2 separate regions of the Bos taurus genome follow, and region 1 is linked to region 2. Evidence: chromatin contacts called from public Hi-C data. All regions are on one chromosome and are shown on one strand. Each heading gives the region's core, a stretch centred on a gene start, on an enhancer-like site or on the middle of the called end of the contact. The rest is flanking DNA. Distances are from core to core; before and after follow the strand shown. Region 1 overlaps LOC107131548 (a long non-coding RNA gene). Region 2 holds the start of ABCA9 (ATP binding cassette subfamily A member 9).

What was found. Hi-C and Micro-C count contacts between places; a contact is called where the count stands out from the background.
Region 1: a contact with region 2 is called in a Hi-C map of liver, with 2.6 times the contacts expected there. The contact joins the enhancer-like site here to the promoter of ABCA9 in region 2. A contact is called at or near these places in 2 of 11 Hi-C or Micro-C datasets (liver and skeletal muscle).

What each region holds. Positions count from the first base shown.
Region 1 is chr19:61,560,529-61,563,228 of ARS-UCD2.0, reverse strand. It overlaps LOC107131548 (a long non-coding RNA gene), which reads left to right. Exons shown (of 5, transcript XR_009491608.1): 4 at 1-2,700. Among named protein-coding and RNA genes, the nearest start is that of MGC134105, 33 kb to the left of the region's middle. Within about 2 kb of position 1,423, at least 4 of the 102 cell types and tissues checked have an H3K27ac peak or open chromatin away from gene starts, as enhancers often do. A contact at or near this core is called in liver, where this site is marked.
Region 2 is chr19:61,486,896-61,489,595 of ARS-UCD2.0, reverse strand. It overlaps ABCA9 (ATP binding cassette subfamily A member 9), which reads right to left and starts at 1,401. Exons shown (of 40, transcript NM_001434972.1): 1 at 1,258-1,401. The coding sequence starts at 1,296.

The sequences.
Region 1 (2,700 bases), core at 174-2,673, 74 kb before region 2:
CCCCCACCTACTCTCTGTTTCTCCATATTGTTTACAGAATAATCGGATACTCTCACCACCTTGCAACCCGGAACCTTGTGTAGTCTCTTAAGGGTCGGGAAACAAAACAGAACAAAACACAGGCGAACTAGAAAGAAAATGATGGAAATAAGGCAGAGAGCTGGTAAAGCCAAGAGCAGAAAGAGAAGCCACCTGGGAAAAAGCTGGAAACAGGGTGGAGGAAGTGTTTACGCCCATGAAGAGAATTGGCCGAAAAGTTAAAGAAACAAAAACAAAACAAAAATGCCTGCAGACCCTGATTATTCATGGATTTTGTCTCCCTTATGCAAAGCGTTAGGTTTGATGGGCTTTAATTTTCCAAGCAAACAACTTATTTACGTCTTACAGATGTGAGCACAGAGGGGAGAGAAAATTCAGAATCCACGTTGCAGCATGTTGCCTGTTAGAACTACATGGACTTGCCAGTGTTTGACTGTTTTTGGATTCCCCTGTAGCTCAGCTGGCAAAGAATCCACCTTCTATGTGGGAGACCTGGGCTCAGTCCCTGGGTTGGGAAGATCCCCTGGAGAAGGAAACGGCTACCCACTCTGGTATTCTGGCCTCGAGAACTCCATGGACTGTACAGTCCGTGGGATCACAAAGAGTCGGACACGACTGAGCGACTTTCACTCACTTTAACTGTTTGTAACCTATAGAAATGGCAGCTCCATACGGTTCAAACTTACGTTCCTGCCAATGAGACAAGATTGGGGTCCCAGTTCTCCTGTTGGCTGTCTCTCTTTGTTGACAGTCAACTGACTCTCTTTTTATCCTTGACTGATAAGTTTAGGGTCTCTGGAAGATTTTTTCCTTCCAAATGAGTTTTCTTTTGGCAGCAGGTAGAGACCCAGCAGTCCACCTTGATGGTGAGTTCTGTAAGGGCCTATCTACTTGAGTTTTGCTTTTCTGTGTTTCAACAGAAAACCCCCTCTAACCTTGCTGACTTCTCAAGTACAAGGTAGCTTCTGAATCTCCGTGAGCAGTTCAACCCCTCTCTCTGCTGCTTTCCACCAGACTTCTCTGAGCTCTAATCTACACACGGGCTGCTCAGGTAAACACCAACGGTTTTAGTCGCTAAGTTGCGTCTGACGCTTTTGTGAGTCCATGAACTTTAGCCCACCTCTGTCCTTGGGATTTCCCAGACAAGAATCCTGGAGTGGGCTGCCATTCCTTCTCCAGGAGATCTTCCCAACCCAGGGATCAAACTCGTGTCTCCTGGGTTGGCAAGAGTATGGGCTTCTCATACACCTATTACAGGGCTGTTGTGTGTGGAATTTGGGGCTCACAGTCCGTGGTTCCCTCCTTTCTAGGGTTATTTTCCAGCTGCTGTTAAAGCTGTGAACTCTGGACTCTGTCTCCTGAATTCACTATGACTGCTACTTTCCGCTTAGGCCCAATTCCTGGAATTGGTAAGTATCGGCGATTTCCCTCAGGAGGAAAGCTGGACACATATGGAGCATCCCTGTCTTTTTAAGGGTCATATTCCATCCAGGTTTTGTATGCTCTGGTTGTTCTCCACTGCTTTTGAATATTTGCACTGAGCTTTAAGATTGTTATCATCAGGAGGGTTATTTGGACATAAAACTACTTTGTCATGTTGGATACATGTTGAATCCTCTTGGGTGGATTCAAGCTGTATATTGCACTCAGAAGAGTAAGTCAGAGGTTTAAAATCTGATGTGACATGGGGGACGGGGTTGGAGCAGGGGTGGAGTGGGAGTTTGGGATTAGCAGATGTGAGCTCTGATATGTGGGATGGATAAACCATGAGGGGAGGCCCAGAGCACTGAATTCAGCATCCTAGGGTGAGCCACAGTGGAAAAGAACATTAAAAATACATATACATATGTATAACTGAATCACTTTGCTGTACAGCAGAAATTAAGATTGTAAATCAACTATACTTCAGTAAAAAACTGCAAAAAATGACATTTGATGTGGTAAATTTCTTAGTGACTCAAATAAATAAGAGAAATTGCAGTATTTTGTGTTGGAATAAGTAAGCTTCAGGTTCCAGGGTTGATGCCAGTTTGAATATGAATGAGAGCTGGAAAGTATGTGGTGTGTGGAGCTCTGGTTCCTTTGGCAAAAGAGGGACAGCAAACTGTCCCTGGGGTGGGAGACTAAGTGTATTTGCCAGACACAAAGTTGACACTTGACAGGGCCTCCCAGTCCGTAAGCATTTCACTCTTGCAACGCCCATCCTGTTGGAATGATTTCCAGCCTGAGCTCATCAAGAAGCTTGGGTCGAGTTCTCAGACACTGAACTTGAGATTGAGACTTTTGATGCCACCCAGGTGGCTGGAAGTAGAGAGCAAATACTTCTCTATCTGTGCAGGGCCAGTGGGCAGGGCCAGCTTCTAGAAGCATTCTAACTTAGACGTATATGGATATTAAAAAAAAAAACAAACCCAAAGATGGCACTCTTTGAAAATTTAGTTTGGCAAATAAAGGGGAAAAAAATACAGAAAAGTTTTCATTATGTCGATCCCAAAATGTAAGGCAAGCTCGGAAAAGAACAGCATTTTGTTGATGACCTATGGTGACATCTTAATGATGGTTTGAGGGATTTTTCTTGTGAAATTGTTTTCGGGTTTGAAGAGTTGGCAACAGAATCTCATGTGCTTTCTGGGAAAGTTGGAGACATTTTACAGTGTTCTA
Region 2 (2,700 bases), core at 152-2,651:
TTATAACGTCAGCATCAGAGCAGACTGTGACTGAAACCAAACCGAAATATTTCCAGGGCTTCTCTGGTGCCCCGGGCGTACGAACCTGCTTTGCAATGCAAGGCACGCTGGTTCACACCCTGGTCTGGGAAGATCCCGCTTGTGCAGAGCCACTGAGCCTGTGGGTCTGAGCCTGTGTCTAGAGCCTGCAAGCTGCAAACACTGAAGCCCGAGGGCCCTGGAGCCCGTGATCGACGCCAGCAGACGCCAGCAGACAGCAGGGTGATGAGAAGCCCCTGGCTGCAGCTCGATAGAAGCCTGCACGGCAATAAGGACCCGGTGCACCAGGAAAAACAAAAAGGAAAAAATATACACGGATATGAAACATTCTTGGTTAGGAAACCAGCGGTGCCGTAGACTGGGGTGTCTGGAAGGGTTAACACTGGGGCCTCCTCTACTTTCCTGCTGTGGATGAATGTGTGTGCTGGAGAACATTTTAAAGAATGATGAACATGATCTAGTCGTGACTGGCGTTTTTAACTGTTAAGGCTGATTTTTTTTTCCCCACGGCATGTCCTGGTCAGAAATAAAAATACTATTCACTGTAGTTACACAAAACATCTATTTAGCTTAAATTGCTCTGAGTAGGAGCCTGTGTGATCTAATAATAACTTGGCTATAAAAGCCAGTCATTTCCTATTCAGACAGAATTCCCAGTATTCAGAGAATAAACATGTTACACAACAAATTTCGCAAAAATTTAGAATGATAAACAAGGTCGATGAAAATATAACCTTCAGGTTTCTTGATGAAGCCATTTAAATCATTTAAATACTCAGAACCTTAGGTCTCTGGTTAAAAAAAAAACTAATACTCAGAAAATCATGTATCCCCCCAATGCATATAAAGCCTCTGGCAGCAAAATTGAAAATGAACAAAAAAGAATAAGTAATTCTTACAGTTTGAGAAATATAGCTCATCCTTGTAAAGAGGCAACATTAAGTCTCATTCCTTTCAGCTTATCCAATAGTCTCTTAGACAAAACATGCTATTTGTCCAAACATGCTTTAGTCATAGGGTAAAAATTTAAATAAATATTGGTTCTCCAAGTGGTTATTTACAATACAATATGAAATACTCAGATAATTTGAAAAATCAAAATGACTTGCTAACAACATCCTGCATCTCACAGTTTTCATCCAAGTGTTTGGCATTCCCTGTTTGAAGTCACACGTTATATTTTCATTTGCAAAACCACATTTTCAGAGGTTAACTTACTCTCAGGAAAGCTGGAGCAAGACTCCAGAAACAGTTCATCCACGGGTCTCCGCGGGTCCTGGAGAACAATTCACATTCCTTTTGGGTCACTACTACATCAACGCTTTTAATTTCATGTTTATTGTGAATAGTTCCGTGTAGAACGGTTTCTGAAAAGGACTATGGTCTTAATTCAGCCAGACTGCCAAAACTCTGCTGACATCACGTGGCGACTTCTTTACAGTTTCCTGTTTCTTTGTCTCCCCGCCAGCTCCTCAGCAGGGAGTTCGTGGCTGCAGATGGCTGGCTGGACCCAGCGAGCGTCAGTACTATCAAATCAAAGAGAAGCTAGTCTTTTCCAATTCGCTTTTCTACGCAAGGCCCTCATGGGAGAGCTGACTCCCAACACAGTCTTTTAAAGAAACATAAGTAAAGAAACAGTTCGGAACAGAGCAGAGACAAGTAAAAAAGAAAAAAAAAAAAAAAAAAATGACATGGAGAAGGGAACGGCACCCCACTCCAGTATTTTTGGGAGAATCCCATGGCCAGAGAAGCCTGGCAGGCTACTGTCCATGGGGTCGCAAAGAGCTGGGCACGGCTGAGCAGCTCACACACACACACACACACACTGTGCTGAGCCCGGGGGATGCCTGTGAGAAGCACTCAGGTACCCATTCGAAAAAAAAAAAAAAAAAGACAAATACAGAAACGGGCCAGAAAGCAACTCAAAAGTCTCCACTGAAATTTAGTTCTTAAAATCTGGATATAGAAGTATGGCGAAGAAGAATGTAATTTTTTTAAGGGAACAAAATGAACTGAATTTTCATCTTCATCTGAGTTGTGTTGCATGCAAGCTACCTGCGGCATCTTTCTTGCAGTGGGGAATACGAGAGTCCTTAGAGCAACGTCACCTAAAAGCACCTGCCCTCCCAAGAGCTACGAGCTTCTTGTTTCTGCAAAAGTGCCGGAAGGCAGACTTTCTCTGTAAAGCGGCTTTACTTTCTCTGTAAGCAGCCGGTGGTTTTTAGGACATCTTGTTTTTCATATTATTGAAGAAACATTTTTAACAGGTAAGAGCTGCCGTTCTATCTTTTTTTGAGCATTTCAGGTAAATCAAAGATGAGGCAATTCTAAAAAAAAGTGAGAAAGTTGCTCATGAAATTACATGAAATTGTAATTTCATGAAAGTATAATTCGTGGAGAAGAAAGGTGAGTAGGGGCCAGCGTGTCTCTGCTCACTGTGTGGGTCTGTTGCGTTCCCCTGTGCTGTAACTGCTTCCTGAAAACGCCCGTGAGGGTATATGCTGTGCGGGCAATTCTCAAACCAAGTAGGCTCATCCGTTTCCTACGGGCTGTGATAATCACATGAGATCTTCCTCATTCACCTCCCATTCTCTCATATTTATTCTCTTGCAAATTGTACGAGTCCAGAAATGGCTAGGCTAGCAAAATAGAGGCAGATTG